4 separate regions of the Mus musculus genome follow, and regions 2, 3 and 4 are each linked to region 1. Evidence: chromatin contacts called from public HiChIP or PLAC-seq and promoter capture Hi-C data. All regions are on one chromosome and are shown on one strand. Each heading gives the region's core, a stretch centred on a gene start, on an enhancer-like site or on the middle of the called end of the contact. The rest is flanking DNA. Distances are from core to core; before and after follow the strand shown.

Evidence for each region. Promoter capture Hi-C pulls out the DNA fragments that hold promoters and counts their contacts. HiChIP or PLAC-seq counts read pairs in DNA pulled down with a chosen protein or histone mark.
Region 2: a contact with region 1 is called in a promoter capture Hi-C map of second pharyngeal arch cranial neural crest, with 5 times the contacts expected there. The contact joins the promoter of Itga9 here to the enhancer-like site in region 1. A contact is called at or near these places in 13 of 39 promoter capture datasets (the 3T3-L1 cell line, the C10 cell line, cancer-associated fibroblasts and 8 more), 2 of 15 datasets of contacts at CTCF or cohesin (embryonic stem cells and pro-B cells), 30 of 484 Hi-C or Micro-C datasets (CD4 T cells, the HL-1 cell line, bone marrow-derived macrophages and 11 more), 18 of 115 datasets of contacts at active chromatin or transcription factors (the SCID.adh cell line, bone marrow-derived macrophages, cardiomyocytes and 11 more) and 4 of 9 other capture datasets (adipose tissue, embryonic stem cells, liver and 1 more).
Region 3: an H3K4me3 HiChIP or PLAC-seq map of craniofacial prominence shows a contact between it and region 1, with 3 times the contacts expected there. The contact joins two enhancer-like sites. A contact is called at or near these places in 1 of 15 datasets of contacts at CTCF or cohesin (large pre-B cells), 4 of 484 Hi-C or Micro-C datasets (myocytes, nephron progenitors and undifferentiated spermatogonia), 4 of 115 datasets of contacts at active chromatin or transcription factors (cardiomyocytes, craniofacial prominence, embryonic basal ganglia and 1 more) and 2 of 9 other capture datasets (adipose tissue and liver).
Region 4: a contact with region 1 is called in an H3K27ac HiChIP or PLAC-seq map of microglia, with 6 times the contacts expected there. The contact joins two enhancer-like sites. A contact is called at or near these places in 1 of 15 datasets of contacts at CTCF or cohesin (large pre-B cells), 1 of 484 Hi-C or Micro-C datasets (nephron progenitors), 3 of 115 datasets of contacts at active chromatin or transcription factors (fibro-adipogenic progenitors, microglia and oligodendrocyte precursor cells) and 3 of 9 other capture datasets (adipose tissue, embryonic stem cells and liver).

Annotation. Positions count from the first base shown.
Region 1 is chr9:118,816,939-118,824,730 of GRCm38.p6, forward strand. The region is part of intron 18 of Itga9 (integrin alpha 9); the gene reads left to right. Among named protein-coding and RNA genes, the nearest start is that of Gm39454, 30 kb to the right of the region's middle. Within about 2 kb of position 4,858, at least 69 of the 459 cell types and tissues checked have an H3K27ac peak or open chromatin away from gene starts, as enhancers often do. A contact at or near this core is called in craniofacial prominence, double positive thymocytes, microglia and 1 more, where this site is marked.
Region 2 is chr9:118,601,717-118,609,508 of GRCm38.p6, forward strand. It overlaps Itga9 (integrin alpha 9), which reads left to right and starts at 4,993. Exons shown (of 28, transcript NM_133721.2): 1 at 4,993-5,399. The coding sequence starts at 5,212.
Region 3 is chr9:118,622,046-118,629,837 of GRCm38.p6, forward strand. It overlaps Itga9 (integrin alpha 9), which reads left to right. Exons shown (of 28, transcript NM_133721.2): 2 at 4,403-4,530; 3 at 6,094-6,200. Among named protein-coding and RNA genes, the nearest start is that of Itga9, 19 kb to the left of the region's middle. Within about 2 kb of position 2,621, at least 14 of the 459 cell types and tissues checked have an H3K27ac peak or open chromatin away from gene starts, as enhancers often do. A contact at or near this core is called in craniofacial prominence, where this site is marked.
Region 4 is chr9:118,646,697-118,654,488 of GRCm38.p6, forward strand. It overlaps Itga9 (integrin alpha 9), which reads left to right. Exons shown (of 28, transcript NM_133721.2): 5 at 5,801-5,868. Among named protein-coding and RNA genes, the nearest start is that of Itga9, 44 kb to the left of the region's middle. Within about 2 kb of position 3,000, at least 4 of the 459 cell types and tissues checked have an H3K27ac peak or open chromatin away from gene starts, as enhancers often do. A contact at or near this core is called in microglia, where this site is marked.

The DNA.
Region 1 (7,792 bases), core at 3,608-6,107:
GACTCCAGATAAAACTCCCAGGACCCACTTAAGGTAGACAAGGTGGGGCTAGGGATGTGGTAGTGTATGTGTGTGTGGGTGAGCACGCGTCCATGCTCATATACATTTCCCCGTGTGTGTGTGTGTGTGTGTGTGTGTGTGTGCGCGCGCGCGCGTGTGTGTGCAGATACAGAAGCCTATACAGAACCCTGAGGTTGGTGACAGCATTCTCCCTCCACCTTGCCCATTGAGTCAGGGTCTCCCAATTGAACCCAATGCTCATGGATGTGGATAATCTAACTAATTATCCTGCTCCAAGGATCCTGTCTCTGCCTTCTGAGAACTAGAATTACAGAGGGCCGACACACCCACCCTGCACTAAACCCAAGCCCTCGTGCTCCCTCCCGAGGCATTTCCTCTATGCAGTGAAGCATCCCCCAATCCCGCATTGCTCCTTTATTTTTCGGTAATACCTGTGACTCTTTAGAGGACTGACTAACCTCAGGCTGACGGAGCTCATTTAGCCGTGGTCATAAACAGCCACACGTGCCAGGACCTGACAGCAACCTCAGGCTGCTGGTGCTGAGGCAGCAAAGCCCAGCACACAATGCAGGCAATCACCGAGGTGCCGTCTCGCTCTGGGATTTGTAACACACACACACACACACACACACACACACACACACTGTATCCTCCCTCCTTTTTACGACTGTCCTTCCTGGAGACATTTCATACAGGTTAGGTTTCTTCATTCATTTGCTTGTCTTTTGTGTGGGTCTTTGGTTCTTTATGACTCCCATGTCAGAGTCGGCTTCTGAGTACCCGAGCCTAAAGCACATCTCTCTCCCCAGGCTTATTTTATTCCAACAGACGCATCGAAAAACCTGACCAATCAAAATGGCTTTGGGGGCGGGAGAGGGGAGTAGGTTGTGTGTGACTTCAATTTTTCCCCCCAAATGATGCTATTTGGTGTGTTTCGCCTTTGTACTATGGCCTGGAGGTCTGGAAGTCTAACCTGTTGATATTTAGCCTGTGAGGTTTGACAAGAACCCAATCTGGTTAAGTCTGAAGTTTTTGATCAATTATTGCTTTCTTTTCTCACAAACTGTTTATACTTGAAATAGTGCTGTGTTTGTGCAACCTTTCTTTTGAGCTTTTAAGGAAACAAACTCTGTTTTTAAAATTTCACCCCCTGAGCATAAGGACTGAAATACGCCGCTGCTATAATTTCTAACGCTTTGCTCCGTGTGTTTGTCTCCGTAATCATAAGCAAGACGCATCTCCCAGTTTCCTCTGCTGTGTGATCTTTGTCAGGTTTGGATATTGGACGTTTGCTAGAATTTTTCTAAAATAAACAGAGAGCCTGCATTCTTTCTGGTAGTCTGAAGGCGTGTAGCTGATATGGCTTCAACACTGGGCAATGGGAAAGACAGCCTTACTGGGTGCTCAGTTTTATGCTACACACTTCGCTCGGCACTAGTTTTGTGGGTTTTTTTTTTTAACACGTTTCAGCCCCACAATAACTCATGTCCACTTGTGAGCTTTGTTTTCCTGAGGAGGAAACCAAGGCTTAAAGCAAGGCACAGCTGCCAAAACTGGGTACTGGGATCCAGGCACTGAGGAGCTGACTTCAGAGGTCTCTGATGCATCTTCTTTGCATAAAGAGGCTAATTTGCATGTCTGATGGTCCTGCTGGCTGCCCACCTGGCTTGTAGCAGTTACCCTCTGGAGAGCCAGGTGCTTAGTGAATGACATCTTTCAGATTACGTCATCCCCCATTTTCCTTGTGTAGGGGGTAGCAGACAGGAAGCACTGATGAATTTTCTGGGGCAGCTGTGTTTTGTCTAAACAAGACTCTCTTTAGTATCCTGGGGGGTACTGGCACAGAGACCTAACCCCTACCAGGCTCCCACTAGAAGAAGCTTTCCTGTGGTGCCCATGTGTTGCTGCGCTGGATTCTGGGAGCTGGCACGACTTCCCTGCCTTTTTAAATGTCTTCTCTGGAACTGATTTGTCCCAAGGTGAACTCAGCGAAAGGAATATCACACTTAAGAGCTTTGCCCCTGAATGGGCCAGGAAGGTGGAAAAACCACACACACTGTCCATTTTCCCTTCTGCCCGTTGAGTTCTAAACAGCTGGAAAAAGTCCTAAGAGGTAGAGTCACTCAGCCCTTCGCGTGTCAGACGCTCGACTGCCTTGCTCTATCCCCAAGCCATCCATCATTTTCCCAACTCGGGTCCAAATATTGTTAGGGAAAAGAAAAAAAAAAAAAGCCCCTAGCTGTATGCCCAAGTCACCTGTAAGAGGCTAGTGGCACACCAGGAACATAGGTGCCTGATGACATGGATCATGTGACAAGCAGAGTCCTATTACTGATACGTAACAGCATCTGGGGGCTCTGCTAGTGATAGACAACAGGGATTCCCATAGGATAGAAACTCATGCTTCCTGTGCATAGGAATATATACCCAATAGTCAAAAGCAGTTCCAACAAAGAAAAGATGGAGTGGATAAAAAAAAAATGGTGTCCTGTTTGCATGGCCCAGAGACAGTACCTTGATGTTCTACAGAACTTACTCCTCCGGCTTTAAGTGCTGAGCTTGAGAGTGGAACTGCCTAGCTTGGTCTGACTGCTATCGCCGCTGCTGTGCTTTCTCATTTATTCAAAAAGAGTGAACTGCACGTTTAATGAGTATTTAAGGTGTGAGATGTATACACAGAATAGACATAAGCTCTGTGGCCACCTCCTCACAAACCCAGTGGAGGATGGGTTTGAAGAAGTGTCTAGGAGTTGTGACTATGGTGAACAGAACAGGCTTGGGGACCCGGGAAAGGTGCCCTGGGAGATGTTCAGGAAAAAGGGGCACTGAGATGAGGAGGGATAAGGGCCGCTGTAGAGAGGGTGGCACAGTAGGTGAGCGAGGGGAGCTGAGACATGGCTGGTGTGTTCGGCAGGGGCCAAACAACATAGGCCTTAGGCGAACACAGTGAAGTGTCCACAGATAAATGGAGGAAGGTGTCGTGTGTGGGTAACAACCTTCATTTTGTCTGAATGTTGGATCCTATCATATTCTTACAAAAATGCCTTCAAAATGTCCTAGGAAATATTTATTATAAAATCCTGGTCCAACTATTAGCTCTGAACAAGGAATGGGAAAAAAAACCAAAAACTAAAAGAAAAGAAAACAACACTAAGACATCGTCTATAGAGGTCTTCAAATGGAGGCCAGGGGGGATATCATCAGAAAATGAACATTAACTATTAAATGAATCCAAGCTTTAAATCTAACCTTTGTCATAACAGAACACATGTTCTATCCAAGCTGAGAGAAGTCTAAAAGGTCACATCTCACAGAAGGAACAGCCACTCATAAAGGGAACGGTCTAGTGTGATCACAGCGCCACAGTTGGGTCAAAGTTCCATCCTCCTTTGAGGAACCCGAGTCTACATAGCCTTTTCGTATTGATTATTGAGGACTGATGTGGAAGAGCCTGTCTCACTGTGAGCAGTGCCAGTCCTGGGCAGTGGTCCTGGGTAGGATAGAAAAACAGGCTGATTACTTCTCTCTCTCCCTCTCTCTCTGTCACTCACACACACACACACACACACACACACACACACACACATTTATTTTTTCTTTTGATGGGAGGATTTGAGCTGGGGGAGAGGGAGGGGAACTACAGGCAGGCTGTAATGTATGAGAGAGGAAAAAAAGTTGAGAGAGAGAGCGATATGGCTGATACTCCAGGGGAAGCCGGCCAGTAAGCAGCCCTCCTCTGTGGCTTCAGTTCCTGCCTCCGGGTTCCTGCCTGGCTTCAGTTCCTGCTCTGACTTCCTTAGGTTATAGACTATGATGTGGAAATGTGAGCTGAAATTAATTCTTTCCTCCCTATCCTGGTGTTTATCACAGCCATAGAAATTCTAAGACAGGCAGGCACCACCAGGTCTGGCTCATGCTAAAAATTTTTAAAGAGGAAAAAAAATCTTTTTCACATAGTTTTATTTGCTTCAAATAAAAATAAAGACGTGCTCCAGTAGTTTACAAATATTAAGGGGGCGATTTCCTGACAAACTCCCTTCCGTTCAAGTGGCCTCTCCCTGACACAGCACACCTTCCCAGGCGCCACATCTGTAGAGCCACTGTACTGTAAGAGCTGATAGTCACGACTTACAAATTAAGCACCATGGTTTAAAGCACAACCTTAGCTATCATTTGTCTTTAGAAACAGCATCTCAGTCCCTGGTCACATTCAGCAACTGATGGCCTGAGGGCACAGGCCACCACCAAGCCCTCCTCGGACTTAGATTTGCCCACAGAGCCTTCTGGAGGGCTGCAGAGGTTCCTGTTACATTCATGCCTTCACATCTGCTCAGAAGTATTCTAGTGAGTACCCCAAAATGCTTTTGCTCGGAGCATCTTGACCTTTCCTTCTGACACAGAGGAAGCGGGTGTCAGTGCTGCAGCAGCCCAGCTGCTCCAGGCACCATTCCTACCTAGCTCTGTCGCGTACTTGCAGAGGCCCCAGAACAGTGAGGTACTTGCACCTGCTTTAGCTCTTTTTGTTCCGAACAATAGAAGAGCCAATCTCCCCTCCTACTGAGTGAACAGAGAAATTGTTGTTCTTCAAAGTGAAAGTCTGAGGTTCGCTTGCCCCCCACCCCCACCCCATGTTTCCTGTTGGACCTCTGAGCTTTCTTGCGATGTGTCCTGTTTTGGCTCCATGTTCAGACAAGTCTGTCCCCTTAGGGTACCGAGATCATAGCCAGGTCACCATGAAGAAGTGCTTTGATTTCACGAAGTTCTAGTAGAAGGAAGTTTCAGAGTCTCCCTGGGATGATTGACATAATAAGCCTGGTCACATGGTCCTGGGTTAGCAGGCTGCGAATGAGATCAAGCACCCCTAGGCTAGTGGGCGGAGCATGGTGGGCTGGGTGTCTGCCGCAGCATCTTTGTCCCATTTACCAGGGAAGAAATTAGACCTCAGAGCTGGCGACACAGCTAAGTCTCACAGCCAGTAGCAGCCGAGCTGGTCCCTTCTGCTGCCCCTGCTCTGCATGTCGGTAAAGGAAGACTTTGTGTCCACCCAGCCCGCACCCAGCCCGCACCCAGCCCGCACCTCAGTGCTGTACCATGTCAGTGCCTGCCCAGCCCTGCCCTACCTGACCATCAGCTTTGGAAGTGATAGGAAAGGAGCAAGGGCCGCCACGGGCAGGAGAGACAACGTCTGCTTCTGCTAAGACAGGAGCCCTGTGAGGAGCTCTGGTCTCCAGACATGGGAGCTGGGGCAATCTGAAAGTTTGCATGGCCTCTCCTCGTCCTGTGCTGCCTGTACATGAGGTTTAAACACTGAGTGCTTTCATGGGGTCAGTATGGAGAGGAGGTGAATGTCTTCTGCTGAGCACACGTTGGGGAGGAGCCCCACCCCCACCCCCCAGGCCCTGCCCTTATCAGAGGACCTGTTGGCAGCTGATGGCTGCTGAGAGAGGGACAGTCACTCTCCTTTGTGGCTGCTAGTAGGTTTCTTATTGATGGCCACAGCCTACACACATGTGAGCAGCACTAAGTAATAGCAAAACAGTACAACTAAAGGCATGGCTCTGGGGGGTGGGAGGGATGTGGTGAGGGGCAGTCGAGGGCCCTGGATGAGGTGGACGGATATGAGCAATACATATTATATAAGGGTGTGGAGCTTAGAATAAAAATATTAGTTTGTTGTTGTTTTGTTTTAATTATCTGCTGGGTTGAGGCCTCCTTCCCTGGAGGCCCTCATCTAGAAGGTTTCAGATGAAGGAACTGCCTTCTGCCTCCAAAGGAAACAGAAGGCAGTGGATGGAGCCACACAGGGAGGAGGAACTCAAAGAGACAGAACCGAAACCCTCTCCTCAGATAAGCAGGCCTTCAGAATGGGGGAGCAGAGACCTCTGGAGTGGGTGGTGCTTTCAGCCCTATTCATGAAGCCATGGCAGGGGAAGAGGCTAGACCTCATGCCAAGGAAAGCTCTCACTGGTTTTCCCAAAAGGCCTGTAGAGCTTTTCTGATGAAGGAGCTGACGGTTGGAACCCAGAAATGGACGGATACATCAGTTCATAGCTATGGGTCTCCTGCCAACTGTAGAGACCTTGGTCTCTCCACACACGGTCACACCACAGTTTCCTCTGGGCCTAAAGATGAGCCAGGCAGTTGGGACACCGACCTGGTCCTTCACCTAGACCAGGGTCTGTTCCATGGACTCAAACGTACTTGAAGTGGTGTCTGGCAGGTGACACTCTGAGCCTCAGGCAACTCTGCAGCCTCCACAGTGCCAAAGTGGAAGGAGGCTGCACAGTGGTGCCATAGGCAGCATATTCACTGCCAAGACGGCCTTAGAAGGCAGACCTGGCCAGAACATGCACAAGGTATGGAGCCAAGCTAGGCTAGACTGGAATCTTGATTTCAGGCAATTGATCACCACTGTGGCAAGCTGACTGACCCTTTTCTTGAGGCCTCCTTTTCTTTATCTGGGCAGTAGAGGCCATGAGACTTACCTCACAGCCTCCAGATTAAATAAAAACCAGCTTCAAGAAGTTACAAGTTGGGCTGGAGAGATGGCTCAGCAGTTAAGAGCACTGAATGCTCTTCCAGAGGTCCTGAGTTCAATTCCCAGCAACCACATGGTGGCTCACAACCATCTCTAATGGGATCCAATGCACTCTTCTGGTGTGTGACTGAAGGCAGCTACAATGTACTCATATAAATGAAAATAAATTAATATTTAAAAAAAAAGAAGTTACAGGTTGAACATCCCTTATAAGCCCAACATTCTTAGTTCAGAGCTGTTTCAGATGCCAGATGCTTTAGACTCAGCTCAACTTGAACCTGCAGTGTCAGTCCATCCCCTCCTCCTCTGGTCTCCTCCACGTCTTTACTGCAGAGTATTTAAATTCCACTTTCCAGCCTCTGGTTTTTATGAGGAGGCTGGAAGCAACCTGGGGAAATGTGAGTGCCGGTGGCCCAGGAGGGATTTTACCCACCAGAGGTAAGTAGTCCTCCAGACTTCCCCAAAGCCCCTACTCTGAACTGCAAAGGGGCACTTAGGCATCCAATAGACCAGCAGATAAAGGCCTACTCTTGTCTGTGATTTTCCTCAGAGGTCCAGTCTGGGAAGATACTTCCTATCCAAGGGCAGGAAGCCTCACAACTACCTCTCAGCCTCTGATAGATGTAGACTTGCTAAGAAGCTCATTGTGATATTCAAATACAGCTTAGAACGACCACGGAGAGGAGTTTAGTGGGGAATTATCTACATTAGTGTGGTCTGTGGATATATGTGGGAGGCTATCCGATTGCCTTAACTGATTTGAAAGACACAACCTGAAAGTGGGCAGCACCAGTCACTAGCTGGGGGAGGGGGGGCTAGACTGTGTAAGAATAGAGAACGTTAACTGAGCACTAAGCATGCATGCATGCATGCATCCATTCTCTCTGTTCTTGATTAAGCTGACTGAGCACTAAGCATGCAGGCCTCCATTCTCTCTGCTCTTGATTAAGCTGGCTGAGCACTAAGCATGCATGCAGGCCTCCATTCTCTCTGCTCTCTAATATCCATGTGATGTAGTGACCTGCCTTGAGTTCCTGAAATGATGGACAGTACCCTGGAAATTTTAAACTGAATAAACTTTCTTCCCTAAGTTGCTTTTTACAAGTTTTTAAAAACAAAACATAGCCACAGAAATAAAACCAGCAAAAATGCTTAGAGCAGTGCCAGCCTCAAATATGGTCAGAGCTCAGTGTACAGTAGCTCTGCCCCCTCAGTTTCCAGGCAGTCCGAGCA
Region 2 (7,792 bases), core at 3,743-6,242, 220 kb before region 1:
AATCACCTATCATCTATATCTGTTTATCCATCTATCCGTCATCTATCTATCATCTATATCTGTTATCTGTCTTCTATCTATCACTATATATGTCTACTGTCTATTATCTATCTCTCTATCATCTATGTCTGTGTACTATCTATCATCTATATCTATTTATCATCTATCTATCTATCTATCACTATACTATCTACTAGCTCATCTACCTCCTTACCTATTCATCCACCTACCTATTATCTATCATCTATCTACCTATGATCATCTATCACTTATCTGTCATCTACCTATCAGTCCCTATATAAACCAGACATTAGGCCACAGCACAGGTAGATCAGAAGTGCCCAGGCCAGTCCCAGAAAAAAGCACAATTTGTCTATGGAAAAATATATTCCAAACAAAGATAAAATTCCAAGGAACATGAATTTGCAACCAAAGCTTACAAAACTTATGGAAATAAGCTACACGGAGAGAGAGCAAACAGGGGCTGCAACGTCCACATACCTATGTGATCAAAGCCATATTAACCACAAACCTAAAGGAAGCAACCAGAGTGTGGTGAGGAGCTGGACATGGCGGCCAAATGTGAAGTCACAGCGTCCGGGGCGGGGCAGAAGGAGTCGTGAGAGTTCAGGGTCATCTGGGTTATGTAGCAAGGCTTTGTCAGTACTAGTAAAGACAGAGACGATAACAAGATTGAATGGGATGCGGCTCACAGATGAATATGTGCTTAGGTGTGCAAAGATCCTGGATTAATCCCAACACAGAAACACAAGGACCACACACAGCTCTTCAGTTAACAGTGAACAGGCTGGCAGCTCCCACCCCACGCGCACACACACACACACACACACACACACACACACACACACGGCTCTTCCCTCTCAAATTTGTATGCTTCTCTATAAAGCCACTAAGTTCACTATATGCTCCTCCTCTGTGTATAGGGACAACTGCTAGAGCCTGGGCATCCTATCCAGGGTCACCAGTCTGAAGAAAATGAACTCCCTCCTCCAGTGGCCAGCTGCTGCCAATAGCTCCTCAGCTAGGGGTGGAGATTGTAAGCCCCTCCTCCATCAGCTAGGGGTGGGGACTGTAAGCCCCACCCCCATCAGTGCTGGGCCTGTGTTTGATCTTGCCCAGGGCCTGTGCATGGAGTCACAGCCACCAGAAGCGCGTGTGAACTGTTATGTCCAGAAAACAGGGCTTTACAGCAGCCCTCCACTGCTTCCGGCTCTCACAGTCTTTCCACCCTTCGTTCCGTGATGATTCCTGAGCCCTGGGGAGAAAGGAAGTGGGGAATAGGTATTCCATTTAGGGCTGAGCACCGCACAGTCTCTTGTTCTCTGAGCTCTGACTTGTGAGTCTCTATTAACCACCATCTATTGCAAAAGGAAGCTTTTAAGATGAGAACGGCCTTAATCTATGGGTGCAAAGGGAGAGGAACACTGAGTTGTCTTCTTGGACAAAAGGTGCAGTTTCTAAAAAGGCATAGCGCCAAGAAGTCAATCTGTCTCCCATGTGGGAAGGTTTGAAAAGAATGCTTCCCCTGTGTTTCTCATCTACATCCTCAACTGGATGGGTCTCATTGGAGTCACCAAGGAGACCTACCGATAGACATGTCTGCGTCCAGGGAGGTTTGGCTGGGGTGAATGTGGCCAGTACCATCCTATAGGCTGGGATTCAAGAGTAATAAACTAAAAGGGGGAAAGGAAAGCCAGCTGAGAGGTGTTATAGCCCATCCCTGCTGTGTGTCCCAGCTGTGTGCTTCTGAGGACGCAAGCCATGCCCACCCTCCTACCTCCCTCCCCTGCTGTGATGGGCTTTGCACTCAGAACCGAGAGTGACAGTCAATGCTTCTCCCTCTGAGAGTCACAGACGCACCATCACACCATCGCTGTCGTTAGACAGAAAAGCTTGTTCCGACAGGCAGGAAACCGAGCTCACTGCTGGCTGCTGCTGTCCGATAACACGAATAACTAATCACCATCCTACCTTACAATTTCTAAAATGCTGCCAACAGTTCATCGGTGTGTTTCAAAGGCTTGCCAGTTTGTTAGCATCATCTTCGCGCTGACTTACGACAGGACAACTGGTCAGACCTGGAAAGTAACTCCATGTGTTTTATCTCAGAGTCTATGGCTTTCCTGCCATAATGTCACATGACCAGAACCACAATACAGATTGGGGGTCTCTTTCCCAGGGGCAGGGCTTCGTAATCTCCTGATGCTTAACAAACGATTGCTGGGCCTTACCCCTTAGTGAACCCAACCCAGCTCACTGCTTGTGAATTTATAGTTTTATTTATTTTACTTTTAGGTAGTTCCCTGGAACTGGAGTTACCAATGGTTATGGGACACTGTGGGTTTGGAATTGAACCTGGGTCCCCGACAAGAGCACCACACACTCTTAGTGGTTGAGCCAGTGTCTCTAGACCCAAATCTGTTTTTTTAATCCCTGGATTCTGATGTATGGCCATGTTTAGAAACCCCTGAAATGAAAGGCCAATACAACAGTTTGTGTGTGTGTGTGTTTTTTAAACCAGTATAACTTTGATGTTTAGTTTAAAGACTGTAATTGGTGTGTTTTAGACCAACAGACCTGAAACTCTTTTAAAGATTCACTTATTTTTATTTTAAGTGTATCATTGTTTGCCTGCATATGTGTATGGGCACAGCATGCATCTAGTGCCTGGGAAGGCCAGAAGAGGACATAGGATCTTCTGGGGCTGAAGTCACAGATGGTTGTGAACCAATATGTAGGCGCTGAGAGTCGAACTCAGGTCCTCTGCAAGAGTGGCAAAGGCTTTAACCTCTGAGCATGGTCTCCAGCTCCCAGTTCCTAACCTTTTAAAGTCTACCTTACCTCTTAAGAATTCACTAAAAATCTATAGCTCTTTCACTGAGGAACACACACACACACACACACACACACACACACACACACACACACTTTAACATATAACTTAAGGTACCATATTAATAAGCATTAAGATCAGTTTTATACAACATAAAATCACCTGGGGGGGGGAATCTCAACTAATTGTCTTCATCAGATTTGTCTGTGGGCATGGTTGTTAGCTGGTGAATGAGGGCTCCGACTGTGAGTGACACCAGTTCCTGAGCAGGTGACCTATGCCATATATAAAGCTAGCCGTGCATGGCGGGGGGGGGGGGTGAGGAGCAAGCCAGCGTGAAGAGCATAGTTCTTTCATGATTTCTCCCTCAGCTCTGGCATGGCTTCCTGCCCCATCTCTCTCCCGTGAGACTAACCTGTGAGCTGGGATACTTCCTTTCCTGCCCCGTCTCTCTCCCGTGAGACTAACCTGTAATGGCTTCCTGCCCCGTCTCTCTCCTGTGAGACTAACCTGTGAGCTGGGATACTTCCTTTCCTGCCCCAAGTTGCTCTGGATCAGAGTGTTGCTTTACAGCCCAGGAAGTAAACTAAGACAGGTGGATATAGCACTTATGCTGTGTAGTTTTGTATCAACATGGCACAAACTAAGGTCATTTGAGAGGAGGGAGCATTGCTTGTGAAAATGCTTCCCTCCACAAGATCTTAATTGGTGATTGATGAGGGAGGGCCCAGCCCAGTGTGGGTTGTGCCATTCCTAACTGTGATAGTCCTGGGTTCTACAAGAAAGCAGGCTGAGCAAACCATGGGGAACAAGCCAGTAAGCAGCACCCCTCCATGGCCCCTGCACCAGCTCCTGCCTCCAGATTCCTGCCCTGTTTTGAGTTCCTGTCCTGACTCCCTTCCATGATGAACAGTACAAGCTGAATCAACCCCTTCCTCTGAAACTTGCTTTTGGACATGGTGTTTCATTGCAGCAATACTGACCACAAGTAAGACAGCAGTAGTGCATCCGAGCTATGCAAATTACCTGACTGCAGTGGTTTAAGACAGCAACATTGATCATCTAACAATGCTGGACAGGTCATGGGTCTCGCTGGCCTGCGTTCCTGGAAGGGGTAGAGGAGAAGACATTTCTCTGTCCCCAGTTTTTGAAGCTGCCTGGCTTCTTTACCTCATGGACCCTTCCCTCCAGCTCCCAAGCTAGCGGTGATCTGGCTTCCTTTGTCACAGCCCTTCTGATGACAGCTGGAAGAGGCTCTTCACCTGTAAAGATCCCCGTGTTTAGACTGCTGGCGAGTGGATAACTCTGGAATGTGCACCCCCCCCCCACCCCACCTTGCCTACCCTAGGCTTTGACTGTTGTTGTAAGGATAAGCCTGATTAGAAAGAAAAAGATAAAGGCGTCGTGTGTGTTTAGTATGAATGAGACTTTGGAAGTGGAGAGGGTGGGAAGGGATGGGGAGGGGGTTGTGATTTTACCAGAGTAAAGAGTTAGTTCAACAATAACATTAAACTTGGAATAGTCAACTTCATAGAGTCAGGGATAAATGAAACTTGCCGGGGGCTGGACTGGGCTGGGCGTGCTTGTTAAATTTATGTATAATTTAATTTGCAAGATGAGCTATTGATGATCACATAACCAAAATGAGGTTATGACGTAAACTTTATGCAACGTATACTTCACCATAATCTCCCACATACAGGGGAGCACACCTGGCTGTATTGTATGTCTGCCAAGTTGGAAAGCGCTGGCCAGGTCAGGGAGTATGGAAGAACGCTCTGCTCTCTTCCACATGACTAATTCTTACAGCAACTGACTGGCGGTCTTGAGCGGTTGCCTCTGAAGAAGAGCTTCCAGATGGGCAGGGCCAGAATATTTACCCATCCTTGGCTCGGGTAGCTTTGGGTCTTTGTGTGTGAGAGAGAGACTTTCAGTGTAAGACAAAAGGAGAGAGACCCAGCCAGCTTGGACACAGCAGAGCCTAGGACATTGAGAGGATGCAGTTCACCGAGGTCCAGAACCTGGACCCGGGGGTGCGCCTGAGACCGCGTCCAGCAGGGGGCGCTGCGGACCCGTCCCGCCCGGGCCGCCCGGGCCGCCCACCCCGCGGGCGCGCCTCTCCGCAGTCCAGTGCCGCCCGGGCCCGGGACCCGCTCCTTCCGAGAGCGCAGACCTCTCGGCGGGCATCGAGAGGACGCGGGGCGCTGGCGGCCGTCCCTGGCCTTGCTCCGGCTCTCGCTGTAGCCCATCGCCGCGTCCCGGGCTTAGACTCGGAGCGTACGGCTCCCGCCCCGGGCAGCGGCGTGTCCCGGGAGCCCCGATCGCGGGGCAGGGCGCAGGGCGGCGGCCGGCTGGGGATGGGCGGCCCGGCTGCGGCGCGGACCGGCGCCGGAGGGCTCCGCGCGCTGCTGCTGGCGCTGGTGGCCGCGGGGGTCCCGGCCGGCGCCTACAACCTGGACGCGCAGCGCCCGGTACGCTTCCAGGGCCCCTCAGGCTCCTTCTTCGGCTACGCGGTGCTGGAGCACTTCCACGACAACACGCGCTGGTAAGTGTCTCCCGCGGATCCTCGACCCTGGCGTGGGCACCCCGTGGTCCCCCAAGTTGGCCGCCGCCTTTCCGGCCTCTTCCACTCCACCTCCCGCGGGGCCGATTTAAATGTCCGGGCGGCCACGCTGACATCCTGGCCTGCTCTCCGAGGCCCGGGGCGTCCCTGGGGTCCCTGTCCTCCCTGGGCAGTCAGACGCAGCTTCGCTCTCGCCAAAGCAAAGTTACTTGGCTGTCTGCCTTCCAGGGGCCACCGCGGGCTGGCCATCTGCCCCAGATCCCCGGGGGGCCCCTAGGAGGCCAGGCTGCTCTTGGGGACCACTTCATGTAACTCTAGGGCAGCAGCATGCAGGAAGCAGAGAAACAAGGGGTGTGGTGGGAGTGGGTCCTGGTGGCTTAGGAATCTCCAGAAGAGGTACCCAGGGGCCCCACAAAGTTCTGAGAGGATCTGGGATGCAGAGAGGACCCCCAAGGAGCAGACTGTGTGGCTGGTGGGCAGCCTGGAGCTCTCCCACGTGTCTAGAGACAAGATTTAGGAAGCTGAAGTTTTTAATCAAGGGGTACAGTTTTGAACCAGCGAGATGGGTGGGCCTGCAGAAAAGAATAAGTCTCTCCCTCATTAAGCATCAATAGTGAAGTTAACTGACCCCACAGCAGGAGCGCTTAGAGAAGGCGGATAGACCACTTCCTTGGAATGAACGAGCCACACCATGCACCACGCCCACCTATTCAAGGCAGCTAGAGTTCAGTAGCTCCCCAGCCTCATTTTAGATGATGTTACTGTGGACCCAGGAGATGGCTGGTTCACGTTGAGGGTGCTATCCCGTGAGCGAGCATCTTTAGAAGCAGCAGGCCGGGAGATGGAGACTGGCAGTGTGTGTGCTTGGACATGTAACTTACTGGGAGTCTCTGCTCGGAATTGGACAGGGGCCGAGGCAATCGGGGGCTTGTGGATGCGGGTCTTTCAGAACCCTGGAGAAAGAGAACTTTGTGACTGGCTTTATTAACACTTTCGTGTATTTAGGAGAGCGGCCTCCAAGAGAACCAGCTTTCAAAGTCCTTGTGTGTAGCTCTCCTCTGCATCCCTTCCTGACATTGATTCTAGTCACAGTTACCAGCCAAGGCTGCTTCCTGCAGTTGCCAAACCCTTCCTTTTCAGACAGCAGGGCAGAACACTTTCCTATGTTCCAAAGGCTCCAGGTCTGCCATGGGCTCTGGGCTTGGTACAGATAGATTATGGCTGAATAGAAAGAGTTTGTAGAGCTGGGTGTGGTGGCGCACGCCTTTAATCCCAACACTTGGGAGGCAGAGGCAGGTGGATTTCTGAGTTCGAAGCCAGCCTGGTCTACAGAGTGAGTTCCAGGACAGCCAGGCTACACAGAGAAACCCTGTCTCAAAAAACCAAAAAAAAAAAAAAAAAAAAAAAAAAAAAAGAGTTTGTAGAATACACCCAGAACCCCACACAGTGTGATCCCGGCACAAAGCACATGGGAGGAACTTTCAGAAATTGAATGGCTGTTCTGGGTGGGGGGCTACTAATGAAAGGGCAGGCAGCTGTGGGAGCCAGTGGGAACTGCTGGCTATGGCTGGCCTCTGTGCCCTGCAACAATCTGGTTCCAGGGACAGGAGCCAGGCTTCTGTCACCTGGGTTTGGATGAACCCCAGGTCACAGCCTCTCTGTCTGTTGTTAACTATATAGGAGCAGAGACGAGGTGCTCAGCTTGCTTTGTTATGCACGAGGTTGTGAACAGATTTTGCAGTGACAAAGGGTTTGACCTGATGCTCAGGCACCCAGGACCGCACTGTAAGGGTGGCCATTCTGGGACTTGACCTTGTCAGGAGAGGGTCAGGCATTTCTGTGGTGACAAGCAGCTGGCCTCAGAAGTACCTCTCCTGCCCACCAACCACTCCCTGCACTGGAGTGCTGCTGGTCCCTCAGATTTTTAGCAGCCCTCTGGGGGAAAAAAAAAAAAAATATATATATATGTATATGTATATGTATATATATATATATATATATGTATATATATAAAGCGTGTGTATGTGTTTTACATATATTATAATAAACCATATACATATATTACACGTAATATATAATATAACTATATGAATATATTATATATATTATATATATATATTCTCTTTGAAGCAGATTGTATTCTCACTACAGTGCTGCAGTCTCTTGTTGAATTCTCTTGCTGCTTAAGAAAACCTGTCCTCCATACCCTTTCTTCCTTCCTTTCCCCTACATTTCCCTCTTGGCTCCTAAATAAACCTCTTCTGATGTGACTCCCAGTGGGGGCTTGTGGAGTTTAAAGCAGGAGAAACTCCCATTTCTTCTCTTCTCCTTTTCCCTGGAGTGTGAGGTCAATGGAGCCCCGACTGAAGCCCCGG
Region 3 (7,792 bases), core at 1,371-3,870, 200 kb before region 1:
GCATGGTCATACACTAGCATAGCAGAAGGGTACTGAATACCAGCTGGCTTCCTTTTCCTCCCTCCTACTGAGCAGAAGCAGGGTTGGTACCCGATGCTATGGGGCACGTGCTGCATCCAGGCAGTTAGGGTCTAGGGCAAGTTTCAGGAGCAGCCTTGACTGCCTGCATCTTCATCTGTGAAATGGGGATAATGTTAGCAGTTCCTATAGGTGCTCTCACAGGACCACAGTTGAAGGAACAAGCAGGGGTGGGAACACCTTGATGTTTATTTGATGGGAGCTGGGGACATATAGGTCCTTTGATAGGGTACATGGTCTTCTCTGGGGTACCACAAGGATGTTTCAACTACTTGGAATATGGCTTTTGTAACCCAGAGGACAAAGAATGAAAACGAAGGTGGCATCTTTTCAGTAGCGCACCCTGAACTCTGAGCTGTCGCGGTCTCCGTCTCTCAGGGTCCAGTTGGCCAGCAGCCAGCTGAATGGACTTCAGAGGAGCCGCACTCCAAGGCTGGCCTGCTGCTGGAGTTGTCTTGCTGGACTGTGGCCTAGGTAAAGCGCCAGCACCGGGCTGCCAAGGAAGCCACAATGTTCTGTAAACACGGAGGCAAGCACACTCTCCAGTATGCCATTCTGTGTGTGTCAGGCACGTGCACAGACACGCGTGTCTCTTTAGCTCACATCACAGGATCTGAGAAAACCTTTCCTGTGGGGATGCTGGTTAGAGGGATGAACAGGGGATGCTAGCAGGGTTTGAATCACAGCTGTTGTTAGAACTATTTAGAACTTTGGGCTTGGAAGAGCATTGGAGTCTACCGGGTCCCTTCTCTGCTTTAGATTCTGACAGACATTTTACCCCCAAGTCTTGGTTCTGCGTTGGAAGAAGCAGATCTGAGAATTCTGCTGTCCAGGCTCCTCCCAGCCTGGCACGCTAGGACTGTGTCTGAGCTGGAAGGAGTGGAACCACGGACGGTTCCAGGGTTGTGGTGTTAATGCTGGGGACATGGTGGACCCACAGCCTGCTTCTTCCTGTAGCTGCTTCCCGACTCCTGTGGGCCATGGGCTTCTCTCTCTTCTTTACTTATTGTGACTTTAAAGTTATTCTTTCTGGGAGAATTCTTCTCTACAACCTGTTTGGTCATATCCACCCCTCACTTCTCCTGGATCCCTTCTCCCCATTTCCCTCCTCCTTCCCATCTCCCCCTCCTTTCCCATTCCCCTCTCCCTCAACTTCATTTTCTTTTCTTAAAAAAAAAACCTTTTAATTAAATTTACTTATATTTATTTTGAGACAGGTTCTTTACATAGCTGATGGTCCTGGAAGTAAACCAGACTGGCTTCAAACTTACAGAGATCCCCCTGCCTCTGTTTCCTCTGTGCTGAGATTAAATGTGTGTGCCACAGTGTCTAACTCCTTTTTGTCTTAAAAAAAAAAAATTACCCGCTGAGTCGGGTGCTTCCCATATGTTCAGCGAGGGTGTAGGTCTATCCACTGGATCATGGGCAACCAACCAAGGGTCAGCTCTTTGAAGGAAAATGATTCTCTGCCTCCACTCCTCGGTAGCCATCCTTGGCCAACCGCTCCTCATGGAGAAGTGTGGCCTTGTGAGCCCCTCCCCCACCGAGGCAGGCAGGCTGACTGGCTTGTTCCTGTGCACTGTGCAGGCAGTGACAGGTGCTCTGAGTTCATGGGCGTAAGGTTTCCCTCGTTTTCAGAATATTCTTTTTCCCAGCAGCCCCCTGACCGCCTCTTACACTCTTTCCAGCCTGCTTCCTTGATGTCCCCTGGGCCTTGGGGAGTGGGGGTGTGATAAAGACATCCATTTCTGACTGAGCACCTCAGTCACTCCCTCTCTGCACTCTGACCAGACGTGCGTCTCTGTATCTGTCACCACCGCAGACACTTCTTTGGTGAGACCTAACTTATCTATGGGTGGAAGGATAGGTGTGCAGAAGGCAGCTGGACACAACGGTAGCTTCTCTATTTTATCTTTGGCGTGTGGGGCTGGAGATGCTACCCTGGGCCTCGGGCAGGAGCTCTGCCACTGAGTGACACCCCAGCCCCTAGTGTAAAATGACTTACAAATGGTTGTTTACTGGGGCTGATGGGAGACTTGAGTCTGTGGGAGGCTTGGGACGCAGCACAAGGATTTTACATTTATACTCCTCGCCCTCAGGGCTGGACATGGCAGGCTGTAGATGCTTTAGCCGTTTTAAGTTGTCAATCTGATAATTCTTTTCACCTGTGAAAACAACGGGTTCTCTGAGGGAGGCTCTTTGACTCGCTCCAGTGGCTCAAACTCAGCCCCAGAGGAAAGGGGGTGGGGAATTATCCCTTAGTGTGGCTTTCCTCTCGGGTTTGATTCCCAGTGCCATTATGGATTTGAGTTAGAGCATCCACAGGCTGGCCAAACCTCCTTGTGTGGCTGAGCCAGGTGGTGAATGTGGCCTGCTTGGGAAAGGACTTCTGTAGTTCCCATGGACATAGCCTGCTCGGGGACGCTTCATTTGAGGCATATCATGGAGGGGCTGAAGGAGTGTGAACTGCCCTAGCAGAGGTCCTGCAGGGACACATGGTAAGGCTGCTGGATGGTGGGGGTGGAGATGTGGGTGGGGAGCTGGCTCATTGTAAGCTCTTCTCATACGCCAGCAAGAAGCAACTCTCTATAGGAGCTAACATATACTTTCCAGGGTTAATGTGGGAAGAGAGATTTCTTTGCAAGGATGGTGTGTGTGTGTGTGTGTGTGTGTGTGTGTGTGTGTGTGTGTGTCTGGGGTCCTCAGGGCTCCCCCAGGTTCTGGGGTAGGAATTAAGACAGAACCTACCCATGGGGCCTGACACCAGGTCTCTGGTGTTTAATTAGTGACAGTGTCCATGAGCCTTTGTTGAAGTCTGCTGAGGATTTCAGACATCAGTTGTAACATCCGTCAGCCCTCTTTGCCAATCTCTCTGCCTCACTAAAGCATTGGCAGGGAAGGTGCCAGACACCATGACACCCGAGTAGCGGGGAGCTGACTGGATGAATGAGACCCCAAGAAGAAGGTGGCCCCTGGAACAGAGCAAGGGGATCTGGGGCCAGCTTTCTCTACCCCAGGGAGGCTCCTAACTCTACTCCGCAGAGAAGCCTAACAGTGGTGTCTTATATCCCAAGGCCTGCTGTATTTAATATCCTGGGGTGGTCAGATTTGTCCTGCTTCCTGGGTGCTAGAAACAAAGGCCAGCCCAAGTCCCCACTGCGCAGGCACTAGGAATCCACAGCTCTTGGAGCGGCAGGGTGGAATTTGTCCTAAGTGTCCTGCCCTCGAGCAGTGCCTTTTCCTAGTGGCTCACTGCTCAGCACACATTGTGCCCAGTTGTTATTTAGTCTTCTGCACTGTAGATCTTTTGTGATGGACCCCCGCAGTGGGGAGGTGGAGACAGGCTCCCTTGGGTCTCATTGGATTTGTGAGGGCCAGGCCAGGAAGAGACCCTGTTTTGAAACAAAAGATGGATAGAACCCAAAGAATGACAACCAGAGGTGACCTCTGCTCACATATACACATGAATGCACACACATGGGGGCACATGCGTGTATACATACACATGTACACTTACAACTCACGAATGAATGCACACACTTAAAGTTTAGGGCAGATTTATTTCTGTAACTCAAAGTGAACTTAATGTTGCTTCCCTCTTTGTGTTTGGCACCCACCAGGCCCAGACTGATCCGACTCCTCCCTAGCCTATCCTCCCTCCCCTCCCCCCCTTACTTATCCCTCTGGTAACCGGTAACTAGTAAAAGTGAGAGCCTGTTCAGTTACCTACCGATGGCCTTAGTCAGGGTGATGACAGGCTATGACCACAGGCAACCTATTGAGGGAAGGGTTTGTTTGGCTTGTATTTCACATCATTGTCCATTATTGATGCAAGTCGGCAGGAATTCAGAAAGGGCAGGAATCTGGAGGCAGGAGCTGATGCAGAGGCCATGGAGGGGTGCTGCTTACTAGCTCACTTCTCATCCTTTGTTCTGATTGCTTTCTTATAAAACCCAGGACCACCAGCTCAGGGGCGGCCCTGCCCACAGTGGGCTGGACCTACCCCCATCAATCACTAATTAATAAATTAGCCTGTAGGCTTGCCTACACCCCACTCTTACAGAAGCATTTTCTTAATTGGGGCTCCTTCCCCCTCTGATGACTCTGGCTGTGTCAAGTTTACAAAGGTTTGCGTTTCTTTTAGTTGGTTGTTTTACTTAAGCTGTGTGTGTGTGTGTGTCTGTGTGTGTGTGTGTGTGTGTGTGTGTGTGTTTCCTGATGCCTATTCAGATTGCTCACTCTTGCCTAGACAAAGATGTAACCCCCTGCCTTTTCTTCTCCAGCACTGGTTTGTGACCACACGCTCTTTCTTTTTGATGTGCAGGGTCCTCGTGGGTGCACCGAAGGCAGATTCTAAATATAGCACTTCAGTAAAGTCTCCTGGAGCTGTGTTTAAGTGTCGTGTCCATACCAACCCTGACCGGAGATGCACCGAGCTGGACATGGCTCGAGGTGGGTGGACATGCTTGTCAGGGTAGAAATGGGAGCAACACCTTCATGCTTTGTTCTTTTTCTACTTAGGACAGCCTCATCACTTGCCGGCCTACCCTCTCTCCCTCTTTTCCTCCCTCCATCTTACAGATGTGTATTGAGATGCTATAAGCTATTAGGCACTGAACAAAGCAAAGAAGGAGCCTGTCACCCCGGGCCTGGAAAACCAGTAGTCAGAATAGACATTAAAATAAACAATAGACTAAGAGAAATCCAGAGGGAAGGTGTGCGCCGGGGAAGCTCTATATTGGAGGTTGGAAACGGCTTCCTTGGGGATCTTGCTGTGTATGGAAGGTAGCTAGCTGGGAAGTCCAGGAAGTGCAGTCTCCAGCAAGGACAGTGTTGTCACAGGAGAGGTGAGCAGGGGAGGGAGAAAGTTGGAAAGGACAACTGCCAGGTAGGAGGGACTACACCACACAGGGCCTCACTGGACAGGTTAAATGACAGATTTCACTCTCTGTGTGCTGCCAGAGGCCATTCAGATCAGCTTTTATGTCTTGCATGGTGAAGGGCATGATTGGATGGACTGTGGTACTCACTTTTTTCTAGTAGATAATGTAGATCTACTGGATCAGTCTCCATGGATCGGCTCTGGTCCAGCTGTAGACACTGGGGATTGCTTGCACTGGATTGCTCTGAGAAGACTGAGATAGGAGAGGCAAGCACAGAAAGACACGGGCAGAAGAGCCAGGTGACTTGCTAGATGCTTCCAGGCCTTGCTCCCCTAAAGCCCTTTATCACCCAGGCCTCTGCCACCACTTCTGGCATGTCTGGGGAGACAACTCAGGGGGTGTTGGTTATGAAAGAGCAAGGATCTGAGCCCATTCCTTAGAATCCACAGAAAGAGCTGCGTGAGCCTGCATGAGCTTGTAGTCCCAGGGTTGAGAAGGTGGAGATGAGACGACTCCTGTGGGATCTCTGGTCAGACTATGTAGCTAATCCTGTGAGCTCCAAGTTCAGCAAGAGACTCTGTCTCAAAGCATAAAGCAGAGAGCAACAGAGGAAGACCCCTGACGTCAGCCTCTGCACTTGTCATGCATGGAGATATATATGAATGCACACCCTTCCAACATGTGGCACACACACACATGTTTGCATACCTCCAATATGTGTACACACATGCAAACATGTAAACATACCCACACATGGATGCACCCTTCAACATGTGCATATGCACACATGCAAACTTGTAAACACACACACACACACATATACACACCCTTCAAAGCCAAAAAGAGTCTCGATTTTATTTATCAGAAGAGACTTGGGTGTGTGGGATCTTCTCTGTGAGGTGTTTGTTACAGTGGCTTCCCAGAACAACATCAATGGGAACACCTTTTCCTTCACGAGAATGTTGTTGTGGAAAAAGAAGGAGCTGAATTAAACAGCAACATTTTGTTACAAGTTTCCATGGAGTTGACATTGTGTTATAGGTACAAAACTTTGAGTGCCCAGGACCACCCTTTGAAAAGCAGCCAGCTGCACCATTCCTCAATCCAAAGCTGACCTCTTTTCTCCCTCCAGGGAGGACTCGTGGTGCGCCCTGTGGGAAGACCTGCAGGGGAGACCGGGATGACGAGTGGATGGGGGTGAGCCTGGCCCGGCAGCCCAGAGCAGATGGCCGTGTTTTGGTAAGACCTCTGGGGAGAGGGTGACTTGGGACAGAGCACCCTAAGCATGAAGGACTGACCCCATAGGAAAGGTGGCTAGCACAGAAGCCAGAACACAGCGTTAAGGCTATCTGTTGTGCATTGCTGCTCTGAGATCTGTCCCACCTGCACTTTCAGGCCACATGTATCTGCATGAAGCAGGGACAGCTAAGAGGTTCAACACAAAACTGTAAAGTCACTTAAAACATTGTGAGATAACTTTTGTGGGATTTAAAAATACCTCAATTGTGTGGTTCTGAGTGTGACCCTTGTAGGTGACAGTATTGGGTTGCCATGTCAAAGTCTGACATGCCTAGAACCTGTTCTTTGTATTACCTTTAGACATATTGGGCTGAGGATGTAACTCAGTGGTAGGGAGCTTTCTTTTGTTTGTTTTCGAGACAGGGCTTCTCTGTGTAGCCCTGGCTGTCCTGGAACTCACTCTGTAGACCAGGCTAACCTCAAACTCAGAAATCAGCCTGCCTCTGCCTCCCGAGTGCTGAGATTAAAGGTGCCACCACTGCCCAGCCCTGGTAGCATGCCTTCTTAACATGCATGAGACCATAATTAATCCCAGGAAGCAGAGAGAGAGAGAGAGAGAGAGAGAGAGAGAGAGAGAGAGAGGAGAGAGACAGAGACAGAGACAGAGACAGAGAGAGACAGAGAAAGACCGAGACTGAATGAGACAGAGAGACAGAGTAAGGCAGAGAGACAGAAACAGAGAGTGAGACAGACAAACACAAAGACAAGAGAGAGAGAGAGAGAGAGAGAGAGAGAGAGACAGACAGACAGACAGACAGAATATGAGAATATAGGTAGAAAGAAGTTTGTAAGCCTGGCGTGGTGGCGCACACCTTTAATCCCAGCACTCGGGAGGCACAGGCAGGCGGATTTCAGAGTTCGAGGCCAGCCTGGTTTTTCATCTACTCAACCCCCCACATCCCAGAGGCAACTGCTGTCTTGCAAACATTGCTGTTGGTTTTTCTAGAACTTTACATGAATGTAATTCAAGTGTTCAATTCCTGGGCCAGGCACAGTGAAAGGAGAGAAGTGACTCCCATGAGTCACCCTCTGAAGTGTGCACACACACACAGACACACACATACACATGCAGACATATACATACACATATAACATATACACACATATATATACATGCACACATATATACATGCACACACATACACACATACATATACACACACACATATATATACATGCATACACACATATACACATACACACATGCATATACACAAACACATATACATGCATACACATGCACACATACACATACATGTATGCACACAAACATACACATGCACACACATTCATGTGCACACACTGACACACACACACTAAGTACATGTTAAACAGACAAACAAGCCTCTAACTGTGACAGAGACTTGATTATTAACCATTTTCTCTTTTTTCACATGTCCTTTTCTGTTGCGTACTCAGGCATGCATACCTCACAGTCTGCTGATGTTTTCACACACATACATCCAGGCATCCCATGGTCAGCACCCTGCAGACTCCTTCTGCCCTTTCCCAGGCAGCTGGTGCCCTGTAGG
Region 4 (7,792 bases), core at 1,750-4,249, 170 kb before region 1:
TACTGTCCTATTTCTGTCTGTATACATATATGAAGGACTCTACACTCACAGGGACATCTGCATATCCATGCTCACTGTGGTGCCAGCCAAAGGGCTAAGGTATAAGACAGACTAGATGCCATTCAAAAGGATGCACGCAGAAAGTTGTATATGCATATGCACACACAAGCATATGTGTGTATGAATTGACTCATTAAAAAGTGAAATTCTGTTGTTTAATACAAATTAGATAAAGCCTGAGACCATCATTTGAGTGAAATAAGTCAGACTTATAAAGACAAATTGTAGGCGTTTGTGTTTTTTGTGGGTTGTCATAATTAGTTTCTGCCAGCTTAGCACAAACCTAGACATAAATCGGAAGACAGAATCTCAGAGAGGAATTGCATCTCTCAGAATGGCCTGTGATCAAGTCTGTTTCTTGGTTGCTGATGGCTGTGGCTCCAGCCTAGTGTGAGCAGGGCCCCCAGGAGCAGGTGTCCTGGGCTGGATAAGAGTGACCCTGAGCAAGCCATGGGGGAAGCAAGCCAGTGGACGGCACCTCTCTGTTCTCCGCTTCTGTTCCTGCCTTTTCTCCCTGTCTCAGCTTCCATAGGTGATGGGTTGTGAGCTGTAAAGTGAAATAAAGCATGTTTCTCCTCGAGCTGTTTTAGGCCAGTGTTTCATCACAGCCACAACCTAGGTCCTAGAAGTTTTTATAGACACACAAGAGCACGTGTGTACCTGTGTCATTGAGGTAGATGCATGTTCTATCCTGTAACAGCGGGAGGGAGCCTAGTACTTTGCTGTTCTCTCTGTGTGGCTATGTCTGTGGGGACAACTCGAGACTGAGTGAGCAAGCCCAGGGTCACCTGGACTCACTGCCTTTGTGTTTGTGCAGAAAGGTCTTCCTGGGAACACAGGGGGCTGGAGGTCATCTCCAGCTCCTCCTGGCTTCCTCCACCCTGTGTTTCCTGGACTGCTCAATGGAGACAAGGGTGTGACTCATGTTCTTGGGCTCAGCTCTACTGGGGCCAGCCCCTTGCCCCTGGCTCTACCCAGACCTCTTCCATAGCTTTGTGCTTAGGGCATTCCTCCAACTCAAGTCTAGATAAGCAGAACAAAGTGTTTACGTTTTTTATTTGAAAGAACATTTTAAGTATTTGACTAGATTAGCCCAACTCTCTGGGTACTAGACCCTTAGCGTCTGTAAGATATTGTCTCTGAGTTTGTTTGGTTTAGACACAGTGTCTCATGCTGCCCTTAATGATCTTGAACTCTTGATCCTCCTGCCTCCACCACCTGAATGCTAGGGTTTTAGACATGTGCCACCATGCCCAATTCATAGGGAACCCAGGCCTTTGGCATGCACACAAGCATTCTACCAGAAGAACTATGTGCCCAGTCCCATGATGTTGTGTCTAGTTTCCTGTTACTGAAAAGGATTGGGGTGTCTGGGCTTAGCAATGGGGGGGGGGTTACGCCGCCATGGCTTGCCATTGCTGCGCCTAGAGACAGAGAGGGGCTAAGGGTCCTTGGTAAAGCTGTCCACTCTGTTCAGAAGGCTTCACTCTGCTCAGTGGCCATGAGTACAGGCACGGTGACGTCCCATTGCTGTAGCATTTGGGAATGGGATGTCTCATGTGTGCTATGTGACTGCTCTCAGGTCTTCAGAGATAATCAGGGATGGTCATAGCAAGAGTGCCGTGGACTGAAGAGATGGATGCTCTGTCCTGCTTCTCTGACAGTCTACAGAGAACACAGAGCTGCTCAGGGTAGAGTCAGTGTGGGAAGCCCAGAAGGATCTGTGCTGAGGATCTCCCCATCATCGCACCCTTGTATGTCCTTAGATCTTGGGGTTAGTGGTAGCATTGGCTCTGGAATCCACGATTCTCAGCACTTGGGGTGTAGAGCCTTTTCAAATTGTGCTGAATAGCACTAAGGGAGCATGACTGGTGGAAGGTGGGAAGGGTAAACGAGAAGGCCATGGGGTACAGAGAGATTCAGAGTTCAGGACCTTGGTGGCAGGAGAGCCACCATGCATGGTCCTTGTGCACATCTACTTGGGTCTCTAGTCCAGTGCAAGTGTGTGACCAGGTGACAGAGCACAGTCAAGTACAGTGGGGTAAATGATACCAGCCTGGCATTCAGGACATTTAGGCAAATAAACTCATCATTTTTGTGATGGGAAGTCTATCATTTGTGTGTCGTTACATGTACCTGTAAGGTCACCTGGGCAGAGAAGCTGAGGGGGCATCTGGAAGGTTGTAGATTCCTAGGGCATCTAGAAGAGAGTAACCTAGAAGAGAGTAACCAGGCCACCATTGTCCCCGAATGTGTGTGGTCAGGGTGGGACAGGAGGCCAAAGGAAAATACACAGTCCTGCTTCACATTGAGAGAGCTCGTGACAAAGTCATAGAGGTTTCGGGGAGGCTGGGATGTGACCTGTCCTCTAGAACGAATTTCTGGGTAGTAGGGTCCAGGTGGAGCCCCACAATTGCCCTCCCTCTGGAGCTTCCAGACCTAGTAACCAGAAATGACTAAGCTCCTGCTGGCCTGCCCCATACACCCTAACCCTGGAATAGGACAATGCCAGCTTGGAGAAATGGTGGCTGGTCTCCAAACAGTGTCCCCTGCTACCTGAGGCTGGAGTGCTAGTGACAATATCCCCCTGTAGGACATTAGCCTGGGCCAGGATGGGGCTGTCTTAGAAACCTTGGCTCTCAGCACAGGGAACACTCTCCCAATTTGGAAGGCATTGATAGAGGCGTGGTGATGTGTCTTTGTGAACTGTCTTTAGAGTCTCCGCTATAAAGAGACTCCAAGGGCTTTGAAAAGAATACCATTTGCACATAATTGCTATTGTGTAAAATTTATAAGGCTGAACAGTGTCAGGCAAGATGTTCTCATTGGGCTCTTAATGTCCGAGTCTCCTCGATCGTCTTGTGGTCAAGAGTTACAGCCACAGGGCTAGGGGGAAGCTCAGACTGTAAAGTGCTTAGCCTGCAAGCATGAGAACCCAAGTTCCACCCCCTGAGGGATGCGGTGGTTTGGGCTTGTCATCTCAGAGTCACTGGTGGACCAGCCTAGCGTAGCCAGTGATCTTGAGGTTCACCTCAAAAACCAAAGGTGGATGGCTCTGGAAGACTAGTGCCCAAGGCTGTCCACCTCCCTTCATACACGATCTCACTAGTACACCTGAGTGTTAACCTGCATCCAAACACTGGATCCAAAAAGGAACACACACACACACACACACACACACACACACACACACACACACACACGCAAGAATTACAGTGGCTTGTTTAGCTTTAGAGTCTGTAAGGTGAAAAAACCCATTTACCCGACATTCCGAGCTTTATACCTAACTGCTTAAGATGAACATTTCAATCGTTTTTTGCTGTTGTTCTATTTTTAAAAAGACTTGTTTTATTTGTGTGTGTGTGCGCGTGCGCACATGCACGCGTGCACGTGTTCGTACATGCATGGCTGTCTTAGTTAGGGTTTTACTGCTGTGAAGAGACACCATGACCAAGGCAACTCTTATAAGGACAACATTTAATTGGTGCTGGCTTACAGGTTCAGAGGTTCAGTCCATTATCATCAAGGTGGGAGCATGGCAGCCTCCAGGCAGTCATGGTGCAGGAGGAGCTGAGAGGTCTACCTCTTGTTCTGAAGGCAGCTAGCAGAATACTGGCTTCCAGGCAGCTAGGATGAGGGTCTTAAAACCCACATCCATAGTGACACACCTACTCTAACAGGGCCACACCTTCTAATAGTGCTGCTCCTTGGGCCAAGCATATACAAACCATCACAGTGTGTGTGTGTACTCACATATGTGCAGGTGCCAGAGGAAGGTGTCCAATACCCTGGGAGGCAGTTGTGAGTGGCTGAGCACGGGTGCTGGGGATTAAACTCAGATCTTCAGGAAGAGCAGCAGGCGTCCTTCACTGCTGAGCCATCTCTCTAGCTAGTCCCACATTGTGCTGTTTGAGGCAAGATTTATTTTCCCTTTGTACCATCTCCATGCCCTGCAATTGACATAGGGTTTATTTCTTTGCCCATATCTTCTACCCTCAGCCCCCAGTGTAAGATTCTGGGCTGCGTCTGGCAGCCGGGAGTCTTCTGCATAGTGACCGGACGGGACAAGGCGGGAAGAACTGAGTTAGCCTCACAGAAGAGCGGTCTAACTCAGTTAACTTTCTGTTGTAATTTAGCCGGGATTAATGGTCACTTACTGGAAAAACGTTCCCGGCTCTGTGGTGTGTTGCTGGAAACTGAATTTCTCCCTCTATTTCCCCAGAGTCTTTTTTTCCCTTCTGCCTGGAGCTCACACTTGGAGCTTCAGGAAGCAGAGTCCTGTTGCAATCATGACTTCCTTGTTCCTTCATATTATTTATTTAGTGTCTTTCAAAACGTAATTCCATTACCTTTAATGGTACTAGAGACTCACTAAGAGCCTGGGGACAGTGCAGGGGGTCACTGGGTTATTTACTGGGCTGCCCCACCCTGTTAGTCTCCAGCTATATTATTGCCACACCATCGGAAAAGCTCGAGGGGCCTCTCATGTCTTTACCTCCTTGTCTTTACCCCCGAGATGACTTCAGTCAGTCAGTCAACCTCTTGATCTTGCAAAATCACTCACTTTGAAAAACCCCCATTAGGCCACAGAGATAAAAGACCATGGGTTAAGTAGCTGTGTGACCCTTGGTGACTTGCTTTACCTCTCTGAGAATTGGCACTCTTAGCTCTTGAAGAACGGAGAGATATGTTTCGAGGGACAGGAAGCCCACAGAAATGATGGGAGGGAGGGAAGAAGGCAAAGCCTGGGACCTGACAAATGACCCTCAGGTGGCCTCCCTGCTCCTGCATGACTTAGAGCAAAACAGCAACAGAAATGTCCCTTATGTTGAATGGTGTGCCTGTGGCTGCATGATCAATTATGTTTATGTGTGTTAGCGTGTGCACATGTGTGCAATCCTGCACGTGGAAGGCAGAAGTCAGCCTCATATGCCACCTACCTTGATTTTTGAGACAGGTCCCTCACTGGCTTTGAGTCTCACCACACAGACATCAGGGGTTCTCCTGTGTCTGGCTCTCTAGCACTGGGATTACAAGTGTGCACGAGCTCTGCCTTTTTGGAAACACTGTTTCTGGGGACTGAACATGGCCCACATGCTTCCACCATTCAGCTAATTCCCCAGGCCTGGCTCAGTCTCCTTCTGGCCCCTGGGGCTCTCTGTGCTTCTTACACACAAGGCAGATGAGGCTGAGTACACACACTAGGTCTGCACATCTCTAGAGTGTGACTATGTGTTGGGACCCGTCTTCTCTTCCTCAGCCCACAGGTGGATGGCTGGCTTCTGGTTGCTCAGGAGAAGACAGACTGCCAGAGACTGCCCTGCTCTGGGGGTGGGAGGAGCTGGCTTCCTTCCAGGGGACTCCACATGGGAATGTCCACAGACTTCCATTTCTAAATCCTGTTTTTAACTCCCTGGGCCCTCTAGGGACCTTAGTCCTCTCTGAAGTCAATGGCGTAATTGTCACCAGCCTCCTGGCTAATGACTGTGACTGTCACTCCCCTTTCTCCTCATGAATGGAGGTAAATCCTCTGGGACACTTGGCAGCCTGGCTACCTGATGGCTTCAGAGCCTGGATTTTTGAGTCTTGGAGCACTAACTAAGACTTTCTTTCTGTGCCTCAGCCTGGATTGTATCCCTGGGCCAAGCCATAAGAGGCATGGGGGAAAGTGGCCAGATGGGCACATGGCTGACACATCCTGACATGGCTGTGGTCTGCTTTTCTCTCTCCTTTCCTCCAGAGTATAAGAAGAAGTATGGGGAAGAACATGGCTCCTGCCAGGCCGGAATAGCAGGCTTCTTCACAGAGGTGGGTGTGAACCATGTGGCTTTTATTTCTCTTCCCTTCTTGGTGTTTGGTCCTTTTCATTTTGTGGTTGGGATAGCCCCGGGAGATGGGATATCTGTTATCCTGGGTAGTGTAGATTCTGATGTGACTCTGCACAGTGTTTACCCAGAGCCCACACGGAACCCCCACAGTGTCCTGAGTGAGTAGACTCTGCTGTTTCTAGCAGGGGAAGTTATCTAAACCTGAGAAGGGCACCCAGCTGGGATGGCTGGGTGGAGGGCTGGGCTGGCTCGTGGGTGAATCTCTACAGAAGCTGGCTCCATCTGAGATCTGTGGAAGAAGCTGATAGCAGTTTGAAGATGTGTCAGTCACCTGGGTGTCTCCTCACACCATATCCACGTCCTTAGCAGAGAGACTCAATTTTACACACATCGAGCTCTCCAGTGCTTGAATTCCAAAAGCCTCTACTCTGGTATGTCCCCAGGTGACAGGGATAGAATTATTGTTTACAGCTAGGACATTTTTTAGGCACTGTTTTCTCTATCAGAAATACACTTCCTTATTTTGTGCATGTGCATATGTGTATGGGTAAGCCTATTGTGGCTCGTGTATGGAGGTCAAAGGGCAACTTGCACAAGTTGGTTCTCTTCTTCCACCATGTGTATATGTGTGTGTGTGTGTGTGTGTGCAAGTGAGTGCAGTGTCCACAAAGGCCAGAAGAGGGCATCAGATCCCCTGGTTGGTTGTGAGCTGCCTGATGTGGGTGCTTCGAACTGAAAGCAGGTCCTCTGGAAGGGCAGCAAGCATTCTTAACTGCTGGGTCGTCTATCTTTCCAGGCCCTGTTGTTTGTTTCTTTGTTTGTTTGTTTTTATTGCTATCAAATATGCATAATGTACATTCTCCCATTTAACCATTTCAAAGCCAGTGGCTTTTAATGAATTCACTACTCTGGAGGTTTTTTCCCCTCCAGCCTGGGTTCTTCCTTGAGTGGCACCATATGTTTCTGCCCAGCAGCCTGAGGGATTTAGCAAAGTGAAACCTGACCTTCTGACCCCATGGCCTCCTATTACCTGGAAGACAGAAGCTCACATTCTTTGTCACTGCCCAGGGCCTGACTCTTGGGGGCCCTGTGTCTTTTCCTCCTGGAGGAACATGCACCACATTGAGGGGGCAGGAAAGGGAGAGCTCTCTGACCCCAGGGCTTTCTTTCTGAAGAACGGCTCCACAGTATCAGGAGTAAAACTGTTTACCTTTTCAGAGAGGCTCTCAGAGTCAAAGAGAAGGCAGATGGTGATACAGTGTCTAGCCCAGAGGCAACAAAGAAACCACAGACAGTTTCACCAGCTGCACTCTCAAACTAGTGGACACCAGGTGCTTTGCTTCCAACCCTGCCTTCAGTAGCTTGCCACACCCATTCACACCAGTGTCTTTTCCCATTCTCTCTACCAGCATGTGCCCCAGCATCTCCATGGGTTGAGCCCAACACAAAATAAAAATGCATTTAAAACATTATAAATTTACTTTTGCAAATGTATCACATTTGCACAGTTCTTAAGCAGGCATGCCAAGTTCTGTTCTGTTACAATGTCAAAAGGATGGACCTGCCTGGTCTACACAGAGTTCCATACTGGGTTCTGGGATTGGCACCACCATTTGTCATAGCTCTTGAAGTTAAGAGGAGAATCTCCCCCTACCTCCCTCTCCTAGCCCACAAGCCTACAGTTCACCAGTGAGACACGTTTTCTCTCTGCATCCTTCCTCCCCACCCCAGAGCCCTTGTCATCTTTGCCCAGGCTGGCCTCCCAACAGGCAGCGAAGGCATCATGGTTGTCCAGTGTCTTCCCATCTGCTTTTGATGAAACCTAAACTCTGTCCTTCCCTCAGCCTCCTACCTTTCTGGCACTCTAGAGTAGCATCTGAGGGTGTTCAACAGTTGAGTTTTGG